Regions from separate parts of the Lactuca sativa genome. Here region 2 is linked to region 1. Evidence: chromatin contacts called from public Hi-C data. All regions are on one chromosome and are shown on one strand. Each heading gives the region's core, a stretch centred on a gene start, on an enhancer-like site or on the middle of the called end of the contact. The rest is flanking DNA. Distances are from core to core; before and after follow the strand shown.

What was found. A called contact is a pair of places that touch in the nucleus more often than the background predicts.
Region 2: a Hi-C map of seed shows a contact between it and region 1, with 5 times the contacts expected there. The contact joins the promoter of LOC111889787 here to the promoter of LOC111889794 in region 1. A contact is called at or near these places in 3 of 4 Hi-C or Micro-C datasets (leaf and seed).

Annotation. Positions count from the first base shown.
Region 1 is chr9:187,428,398-187,434,216 of Lsat_Salinas_v11, reverse strand. It overlaps LOC111889794 (ras-related protein RABB1c), which reads left to right and starts at 2,635. Exons shown (of 6, transcript XM_023885946.3): 1 at 2,635-2,893; 2 at 3,448-3,587; 3 at 3,697-3,779; 4 at 3,955-4,159; 5 at 4,260-4,328; 6 at 4,481-4,942. The coding sequence starts at 2,848. The coding sequence ends at 4,573. It overlaps LOC111889791 (a long non-coding RNA gene), which reads left to right and starts at 5,699. Exons shown (of 2, transcript XR_002849632.3): 1 at 5,699-5,819.
Region 2 is chr9:187,583,785-187,589,603 of Lsat_Salinas_v11, reverse strand. LOC111889787 reads right to left here and starts at 2,909. Exons shown (of 9, transcript XM_023885940.3): 1 at 2,491-2,909; 2 at 2,300-2,408; 3 at 2,018-2,210; 4 at 1,801-1,937; 5 at 1,414-1,702; 6 at 1,229-1,335; 7 at 785-1,137; 8 at 464-704; 9 at 1-385. The coding sequence starts at 2,584. The coding sequence ends at 136.

The sequences.
Region 1 (5,819 bases), core at 1,386-3,885:
ATACAACAATATCCAAATTTTAAACACATGACTTTGATGTTTATTTTAATGATTTCATACACAACAACTTCGCCAATAACAATTAGAAAAAAAAATTGTCGGTGAACCGAATTGATCATTTACATATTTCAAATGATAGTTAAGCTAAGTTAATTAGCGGGAAAAGTCATCTATAGGGAATAGACGTGATGGTTGGCTTTTAGTGGGACCGTAGCCAAGAGCTCTGTCTCTTGTACTCTACAAGGGACGTTTTTCCTTGCAAGGTTATTAAAAACATGATTTTGATTGTAGAATCATACGATTCTACAATCTCATATCTGTATTTTGATTCCGATCTTAGCAAACTCGTTTTTAGGTAGAATCGTATTAAAATCGTAAATCAGATCGTGGAATCATAAAGTCGTAAGCGTTTCGATTCTACCTACACTAGCGTTTTTTTACCAGCTTTCCTTCTCATTTGATTCTAATTAAATGAGTATAATTCTAAAACTCTAAAAAAAAACAACAAACGGGAAGCAACGATTAGTGTAGTTGGACCGTAGATGTTTCAAAAATGAATTACTCAAAAGAGATGAGTAGGAAATATAGTTTCGTGATTTGTAAATAACTAAATATACTCTACTTTTTATTTATTTGTTTTATTTCATTTTAGCATGATGGTTCAACTATTTAACACAGAAGTGAGATAAACAAAATAGTCCAATAATTTATAAAATAGAAAATCAATAGGCATATTGTATATATAAGTTTTTGGTATTTTATGTTATTTTTGATTAAGTGTGATGGTTTGGAAAGTGAATAGTACATACATAATTGATGTTAGATAATTAGCAACAAGATTCTTCATTTTTGGCATTATTTTCTAGATTTTTTTGGATATCCGAATGAAAACTAATTAAAACTAGCACTAGCAGTAGTTCATTCGTAGAATCTTACGATTCTAATTCAATTTTACGATCACGATTTTGCAAACCTAAAAAAAATTATATATAGAGTCTTGATTTTGCAAACCTTGTCTCCTTGGACCTGCTACATACGCTACTCGTTAGATCCCTTCACGGGTGATGACTTTTGGACATGACCGATCCAAACGTATATAGGGCCCGGAGCGAAAAGAAAAAAAATGGTCCCCAAAGACAAATATAATAAAGATTAAAAAAAAGATATCATTTATTTTTCACTGTAAACGCGTTCAATTATCAATAACAAACAAACATATTTGTTTATTTTTTGAGCTAGTTTGAGTTTAAACTAACTTTAAACCCTAAAAATCATTTAGGTAATAATTTTTTTTATATATATATGCACTACATAGCCCATAAATTTTGGGCCCCTGGAGACGTTGGCCCTGAGCGGTCACCCGGGTTGCCCACCGTCTGGACCGGCCCTGCTCTTGGAACCTCACCAGAGACGCTCCCCTCGGACCCTTGTTACCTTATGCGAGTGTGTACCATGCAGATATCAGACTTGCATTATAGCTAAAACTAACATATAGTTGTCTCTAGTAATATGATTATATTAAATGCTTAGTGGAATTAAAACGCCGACGATTGTTAAGGTTGAATTTATTTAAAATTAAGACATTGTCTAATCTTATGATAAATCATTGTTGTTGAGTACGTGTTTTTACTTTTATCAATGACCTTAAATGTATTTGGGCTGGTCACTAATAATTTAAAAGTCATTATCAAAATATGTTATTAGGCCGCTATACATTGCTTTCATCAAGAGAACTAATGCTTTTTTCATATACCTTTGAGCAAATACTTAATAATACTTCATGAATGACTTGCCTTTTAGCCTTTCGTATCTCATACCCACTTTGGTCAAAGCAAATAAAGAAGGGCAAAAAAGAAACAAGATACATCAAATATTCTTATAACAAACAACCATTATTCCACATAAATTATCATGGTGTTTTTGTTGTTTACTTTGTGTTAAAAGTACTATTTGACACATTTAACATGATTAATCAACGAAATTCACACAAAACTCTTAATCCCACACGATTGTAACATCTTTAGCATTTCGATTATCGACCAATGAGGCATATGTCTCATTGTATTTGTTGTAAATTCTTAACTATACCTTATATTACATGATGGTATATGCTAATGCGTGTAATGCAAAGATTAATGAGTTTATCTTTATCTCTAAATAAGTCAAAATTACAACATCTAAGATATACTTTGAACACAAAACTAATTTATTACACTAACAATTGATTTCACTTAATAAAATGACCTAAAATATTGTATAGATTTAACTATATTTCAATTGATCTTTGATATAATTGACATGTTAATGATAAAGATGACTCAAACAAGACCTAAATTATCCCGTTTATGACTGATCTGTAACTAAATAAAAGCTAAATTTTAAATATGGTCTCTATGGTTTTCAATTTTTGCACAATCGGTCCCTCACCGATGTAATTTTACATAGACGAATAGGCAGCGATTGTGAAATAATTGGAAACTATATAAACCAAAAACCATTTCAAATTTACTCATAAATAAATGTACTTTAACAAGTGGGTTCAAGGTATATTCTAATTGGGCCTTCAACTCTTTAACTTTGGGCTTTTGGCAAGATCTCTAAAAGTTGCTTCCCAAATACAGCGAAGCAAACACGATTTCAATATTTCGTTGTATTCGCATCACTGTTCTTATTTCTTTCAGACGAAGGATTTCGTTTTCCAATCTCTTCAGGATTTTTTTTCTTCTTATAGAGAATCACATTGATCTCTGACGCTCTAGAAACAGTTAATCTTCAATTTGAGTTCATTCGATTTGGTGTTGTTGGTTCGATTTGTTTCGTCGTGAATTCTGAAAGATCTAAAGAATTATGTCTTACGCCTACCTTTTCAAGTACATCATCATAGGAGATACAGGTATACGATCTAATTTCAGTTTAAATTTCTGATTGTTTGATTAATCGTCGTTTCCTTATGCGTACAATCAAGCTTTGGTTCTGAGTGTGGTGTTTTGTATAATGTTAAATGACTTAATGCGGATACGATATCAGTAGAGACAGTTCTTGATTGTGATATCTTTCGTTCACTTTTTAGGTATTTGTTTCATTATGCTCGTTTTTTCTATTCATTATGAATCATATGTTTATCTATTCCAATGGTTATTACTGTAACACTAGACACTCAGTTATACTTCTATTTAATGATTTTTACAGCCTGTAACCAGAGTCGTATATGTCAAACTTAAAACTGAAACAACTTCAGATGTGATTATACTTAAGGAATCTGAAACAATTGAGCAGAAACTTGATTTTATGTAGACTTAATCTTTCATCATGATGATAATTGATACATGTCTTAAACTCAAAGAGGATTATTACAAGACTCGTTGGAGGTTATAAGTATAAATTGCACAAAATTTGCAGTCATAATCTAATTTCAGATTCATGATTTGGTTTGAAACATGTGCACAGGGGTTGGAAAATCATGCCTTCTTTTGCAGTTCACAGACAAACGTTTTCAACCAGTTCATGATTTAACAATTGGTGTAGAATTTGGTGCAAGAATGATCACCATTGACAACAAACCAATAAAGCTACAAATCTGGGACACGGTTTGTCATTCACTTTCTCTACCTTTTCTATTCTTTCCACTCCAAAATCATTTTTTTTTCTTAATTTTTTTCTCACTCAATCAATTATTCCTTTTTTTTAAAATGACAGGCGGGCCAGGAGTCCTTTAGATCTATAACAAGATCTTACTACAGAGGCGCTGCTGGCGCACTTTTGGTTTATGACATCACCAGGTATGATTCCATTATAAGTAACACAGTCACAATCACAATCACAGTCAGAAACAGACACAGTCACAGTCATAGTTACAGAGTTACAAGTCAGAGTCACGGTGACAGTGACAGTGACAACTAATGTTGTGTGTATGATGGATGATGGATGATGTATGATGGATGATGGATGATGTAGGAGGGAGACATTCAATCATCTTGCAAGTTGGTTGGAGGATGCAAGGCAACATGCAAATGCAAATATGACGGTTATGCTAATTGGCAACAAATGTGATCTTGCACACAGACGAGCTGTTAGTGCGGAAGAAGGAGAACAGTTTGCAAAAGAAAATGGTCTAATTTTCATGGAAGCCTCAGCAAAAACAGCACAGAATGTTGAGGAGGTAAAGCATACACCATGATAATGGAATATAATGACTCATTCTCTTATTACTTTTTTTTTTTTTGTTAATTTCCATTTCTGATTTACAAGTTCTCTTTCAGGCATTTATAAAAACAGCTGGAACAATTTATAAAAAGATTCAAGATGGAGTTTTTGACGTATCAAATGAGGCACGTCTAACCTTTTCCTTCATACAAATTTGATACCATTGTACTAATAAAATTGCATATTTTTTGTCCCATACAAAAAGACGTAAATACCCTTTCATTCGTAGTAAAAAAAAATAGCCATCTCATATTTTTCTTTTTTTGGTGTATGGCAGTCTTATGGGATTAAAGTCGGATATGGTGGGGTTCCGGGGCCATCAGGAGGAAGAGAGGGCACCCCTCAGCAATCAGGAGCCTGTTGCAGTTAAAATGACGAAAAAGTCCTTGGCTTAATGCATCCTTGCATCACATGACCACAGTATTTCTGGCTTTTTTTTTTTTCGTTACTTATGATTAGCTCTTCTTTTATGGGTGTAAAATTGGTGTTAGTTTATAATCTGATAAATTAGTATATATTTACTTTATTTACCTATGCTATTGATATGGTGAATTTGGTTCAAATTCATCTTTGTGATTTGTAGGATAGGGCCCACCATTTTGTAACTGTCCAACTGCTTTGTAGCTTTGTAATTGCCCACAAATCACAGCCATCAGATGAAATATGATCCGAGGGTTGTGATCAAGTTCTTAGGTACTCATAAATATTTAAGTTTTAATTTGAACTTCATTCACTAGCATACACATGCTTTATATATGGGCTAGTCACTAATTTGATAAAAATGGGAAAAGGGTTTATCACATGATAACAATCATTTCTTCTTCCATCACAAACGACTACTTGTTTTGCGAATATGGATCTCCTGCTTCTCCACTACAAAGAAATAGTCTAAATGTCTTATTTTGTGAATATGTAACCAACCATTGTGTGCCAAATATGGTGTTCGAATTACCCAATTGAATGGGTAAAAAATCTTCGGTAATGATTGGCTTATTTGAATTCTCGCACAACCACAATGTTCTAACTCTTTTTTTTTTCTTGCATTTATTGCCCGACATATATTTCTGATCACATCGGTAACACAAACCACAAACTCTCTTTTGTTGCAATTTGGTATCCGAAAGCCTTCTAAATTCTCCACATTCCTTGCTTCATGATTGGCTTTTTTGAAATTGAGTTCAAAATTCTTGTTGTCTTCTAAACTTTGATCGGTAGTTATTTTAAAATTCGATTTATAGAACATATTCCGATATATTATTTTTTCCAAGAAGTTCGATACTTCCATGTAGTTCTTTTGGCCCATTATCCTTAATTTTTAGGTTCCAACTCATTTACAACCGACTTATGAATACATCAATTATCAGGAGTATAGCCACAAGTTCTAGCTTTTTCCTCTTAGGCTACACGGTATGGATAGAACCGCACTCTGAAACACCACGTCTTAAGTGCGGTTTAGGATGAAAGACTTTTGGGTGTGGTATCTTCTCTCGCTCTTTCCAATTGGTCAACTGCTGCTTCTTTAATTTAATTTTTTAAAAGTTATAAAAATATATTAAAATTTATGGTTTTTAATTTATAAAAAATAGTATAATATTTGTATAAAATATATTTAAAAA
Region 2 (5,819 bases), core at 1,660-4,159, 160 kb before region 1:
AATGACATGTCCGATGAAAGTAAATGACCAATTTACCCTTCTGTTTACAAATGATGCCGAATGATAAAGCATTACGAGCATCCACATCCAACTGAAACACCATCCATGTGATTTGGAAATTAAACTCGATACAAATCATACCAAATCCTCAGGAACCTGAGGGTTGTGTCTATGCCTCTCTTCTTGGGTCACAATTGGACCTTTTGTGTCCACGGTTCCAACCGAACCCTGACCCTTACGCCTACTTTTCGAACTACCCCCACCCTGTCCCTGGCTCGCTATAATTCCCGACTGAAGTGCCTCAAGGTACAATACCTTCACCAAATTCTTCAACTTCCTCCTAAAAGTTGGCAATCTAGACATCGAACCCATTATACCCTGCAACCTGTAATCAGAACATGCATTGGACTGAGACTGAGACTGATAATGATGTTGATTCAATAAGATGTGAAATATAACATACCGTCGTATGATAGCTTGTAATTGTGCTCTTCTGACATGATCCGCGGATGGGAAACCGGTATCATCCCAATCTTCGGGTCTCTCGTTCTTATTCCTCATCACGAGCTTTTTCAAACAAAACTCTTCATCTTCACTCAATTCAAGCCCCTTGATTTGCTCCTTCATTATCAAAAGTGGCCCAATGAACCACTCAAATACTTTATCCCTCGGTAAATTTGTCCTCGTTAGCTCCACCTCATCCGCTAAAACAACAATTACAAATCATACAAAAAGTCTTTCGCGACAAAAATTACGGGTGTCGCTAATGGTTAGCAGAACTTACAAATAATTAAACCCGATGATTCAGATTTTGCTGAAGCGAGAAGACACTGTAATATAGACCATGCGGGTAATTTGATCCCTAGTTTCTTACATTTCCCCTTCACTATACATTCTTCAATGTCTTTAACTTCTATCAAACCATCGCGAAAAAGTATTCTTCCATTCACCTCACATGACTTGAACAACCAATCCCAAACTTGCACAGGTGTGTACTGTTGAAGAGCCTGTTTCAAAGTTTTTGAACGTTGTGAAACCAATCTTGACCCTCTTGAGCTTTCCTTTTCGTTCTTCATATCAATTGAATTCCTTCTCTCTAATCCATCAGATGCTTTCATGTTCTCACGATATCTTGGTCTGCAATTGAAAAGATTTCCAGAAAAAAAAAACCATCAAGAATACGATCAAAATTGAAAAGTAGTGACCATATATAGTTATATACGTATACCTAGGAAAGCATGATCCTTCTCTTAAGTAAAGCAAGTCGTTTGTGTACTCATCAAACAATGAAACCACAGCCACGATGTACGCAAATCCAAACTTGATTGAATCTTCCTGAAAAAGAAAAGCAGATTTAGCGACTTTGTGTTACGAATTTGGAATTAGTGATGGGTTTCTGGTTTTTAGTCAAACCTGGTGGACGATTATGGCGCTATATAGAGCAAGACCAAAACTGGAGAAAAGAGATGCGATTACAGCTCCGGCGACTGCTAAAGGCCATAAGACGATGGCAAGTCCGGCGAAAGGCACACAGACAGTTTCCAGAAAAGGGCCTTCTCTCCCGATTAAGTCTTCCAATAGTCTCTTCCATCCGATAATCAACATGTATGGACTCTTCCATAGAGCAACGCCGGTTATCAGAGGTACGTCGATGGCGATGGCGATGGGGATGATGAATAGACTCTTTGGCAATTTGGATAATCTGTGATGTCATCGGAAAAGTTCGGAAATCCATGAATTTTACAAACTGGGTGTTGTTGAGAACTATAAGAAAGATTGGATTTTTATCATTTTAGGTACCTGATGTCGACTGGTTTCTCGCCGGCGGGAATTTCTTCACTGAGATCGTCCATGAATGAGAAGTAAGAATGGAAGCAAAAATCTGTAAAATCTCGAACCACAGTGCAACTTCCTTCGAGTGTAGAAAAACATCCATCCTGAAGCAAGAAATCAGAAGAGAAATTGTTGACGATTCATTAATCGGGATTTTTTGATGTTTGATAATAGTGCTACTTACAACAAAGCAATGGAAGCACTTGTCTTTGTGATCTGTGCCAATAACTTCAAAGGTAGCGATTAACGGAGAGAAAAACCCAAAACCTATTCCGCCGAGGAGGCTACCGACGATGGCGACAACAGGCCATAGTACAAGAGGAAGAGGTAAGAACAGAAGAACAAGCAATTTCAACACCCATCCAACCCTTTTAGTCCTGCAAATTCAGTATCCAAATAGATCTGAGAATTGCGATATGAAATAATTACTAATTGATTCTATTTTTCTGAGTTCTGACGAAGTTACTTGAGAACACAGTAGTATGTCCAGAAGAAATGCGCCGGCAAAAGTCCGATAGCTACCGACGAATTTCCGACCACCATTATCACTACCACAATTGGGCCAATTATCACCCCTGAAACTCAAAGATTGTCGATTTCTTAAATGGTGATTGTGAAACTTTTCACCCATAAACTTCAAAATGGATTTTTTTATACCTTTAAGCAGACCGAGAGAAAGGAGGAGGAGGAAGAAAGGAAGGAAGGAGACGAAGCTCCATAGTTTAGCGATAAACCCTCTTGGTACTTTCATTCTCTAATCAATCTAGAAACATAAGATATTCAATCCCAATTTACAGGGTTTCTTCTTCGTTGGTGTGGATTTAAGAAGAGGATTTATCAAGAACTCTAAAATATCGAGCAATTATCAGGTTTTCATCTCTTTGTCTTATTCTGAGGTGTGCGATTAAGGGTTGGGGTTCATCAAGAACTCTGGATTAGAAAACAGAGAGAGAATCTGTGCGTGATTCAAACAGAGGAATCAAAGGGGATGATTTGGTTTGTGTAATTTAGGTATAAGGGTTTGACTGTACCAAACTCCAACTTTTCGTAATAAGTTCTTAACTTCTTTTTCTGAAAAAAGGAAGAGAGTGGATGAAGAAAGGAGATTACGTGGAGCACAGCCATGGCTGTTCTTTGCACGTGTCTGCCTTAAAATAGCTTCCCGCCACAACACCAATGACAGTTTACACAACCACGGTTGTCGCGGCTTTTTGTCGCTTTCTTCGTAACTGACGTTTTCTTCTTTTCCTCTTTACAATTTAATAATATATATTTTAAATTTTAAAAGAAGTTACAGGTTTCAAACTATACTATAGCATGTCGTTATCTAATTTATATGCGAAATACAACATTCATTAGTCATCATCTTTACTATTCATCTTGTATTTTTATAAATAGCAAAATTAAACATTTTTCTTAAATCGAAATTAACATCCACAAAATAAATACTAAACATAAGCACTACATTACTGAAAAAGAAAGCCATATAATAGTAATTGTCTTTGATTTTTTAAGAAAGTTGATTCAGGAAAGTGATGGACGTATCAATGAAATGAAAAGGTTACAAGAACTTGACGAATTAATCTTCAGATTTTTTGACTCTTATTTATTTTTTAATTTCACATATTATTTTTTTATATGTTTAAAAGATTTATAGAATAAAAACAAATTATAATATCTATAACTTTTTTTTGTTAACGGCATCTTGTTTGGAATATTTCTAGGTATCCACCTCCTCCATTCTTGTTTCTAGGTATCATATGGGCTATATATGGAGGGTCTAGAACAAGAAGATTTTCGAACAAATAATTACATGACACATATTGATTATTTTAGAGGATACAAAACTCAGGGGATGCCCTTCTTATATATGGATCTCAATTCTCAAGTCTGACTAAATAAAAGAAAATTAAATTAGATCGGTTTAAATGGCTGTGTGATCTCATCTTCCACATCACATCATTATATAACAGGTTGTGCCTTCTTATTGGTCATTGCATTAACCTGTAACTCTTGTTTAGGGAAGATGAAGAGTATCTCAGAATGCTACATCTCCCTTTACTTTAACTGCAATCTGGACACACACATCTATATAAGCATATCCCAATTACTGTGTGTTTCAATGCGTGTTTTTAATAGACATGAACATATCAAACAGAAAAGAAAGATGGATCGCTTGTTATAACAGTTCCCAGAAGATATTACTCATGGCCGGTCCTGAGGATTCAAATGCCTAGGACAAGCCGGGAAAAAAAAGGCCCTTGGGCCCTAACATGTAATGAATGAATGATCGATTGTCACCAAGGGCGGAACATAACCATTAAAACTAAAGAGACCGAGATACCAAAGGAAGCGAATACATATTATTTTTCAAAAGCTAATTTATATTTTTATTTAGTATGATGTTACTAGAAATGGAAAACAAAATCATATTTTACAACTATTCTATTTTATCCATATTAGCATTTTCAATCAATTCGTCTTTCGCAATTGAAATAACAAATGTTTAAAGTACATTCATCCTCTAGTAAAACTAAAACAAAATTGACAATCTTAAAATTAACAAATGATCCATAATTCAGAAGGAACACATAGTCAAGTTAATGCCGGTTTATTGTTAATTTATTGTTGTTTAAAAGAAAAAAAAAGGAATCCAAAAAAAACCTTTTAATTCCAATATACTAATAGAACCTGAAAAGCAAAAGTTGTCAAAAGAAAAAGCTTTTAGCTTTTTACCTTGTACACTTTTAGCTTTCTACTCTACTATGACGTAGCATTGAATAGGCGACAAGAGTTTTTCGTATATCAATGACAAATAATAAAAACACATTCAAATAGAGAGGCACGAGATATATTAGAGAGAGGGAGAGTAATACACATACAGTGAGAGCTCCAAACAGCGAGATCTCTGAATCTGAGATGGGCGAGATGCGTATTCGATCAGAGCGACGCACTGGGGCTATGGGGGAGAAGGTTTACGGCATTGACCGGAGCCATCTTTAAGGCGGCGACAAGAACTAGAGTACCATGGTTAGGGTTTTTAGTTTTTACATTTTAGATTTGTTTTCTCTGTTATTTGTGATTTTTGTAAAAGTTTAGATGATCTAAAATTTGTGGGCTTTCTGAATTCGATGAGTTTAAATGTTGATTATGATTTGTAAAATTTTAATTTTTAGATTTCAGATTACTAATTTTTTTATAGATTTTATCGGGTTATTTTTTTAGATTTTATCGGGTTAGAATACTCTTAAGTCTTAACAGTTTACTCTCAAAATCTCGAAGTGTATCTTATATTTTTTTTTGGGCCCCTAAAGAATTTGGGCCCTGTGCAAATGTCCCTTTTGCCCCCCTTTAAGGTGAAGGTGATTTCTCATTTTCCGCATGTCGAGCTCGAGCCTTTCGCACTGCTACAAACATGGTAGCTACTTCATATCTTGATGAAGGTAGGCGTATATACGGAAGAATAAATTATATTTTTTTTTATATCTATGAAATGAGTCAAACTTGATTTGTTCTTTTCGTAGGCTTTTCATGTTTCTGTTATGCTATTTTAGAGAATGGCAACTCTTAAATTTTTTGTGTTCATATCAGTTTATGTGACGTTTTGATGATGAAATAACATTTTGTTTGTCTAGGCGATGTGTTGTACGATTAATTAGTTAATTTTATAATCATATTTAATATATATAAAATTATTTTATAAAAGAAATTAGCTAGCTTTTTTTTTCAAAATCTACAAATTGTTCATAGATTGGCTAGTCGAAACGCATTGGACGGGCGTACCACACCTTGAAGAACTGGAGAGATTAGGCTGCTTATTGTTGTACGAAGTTGATGTCTACAAGATGCACACTCACCCCATTCTCAAGAAAATGAAGTTCGACATCATCATCTTCAACTTCCCTCATGCGGGTCATTATGATTACTTACGTGAAAGTGACCAGGAATTGATCCAGTAAGATGTTTATCCTCTTAGTTAGAGTACT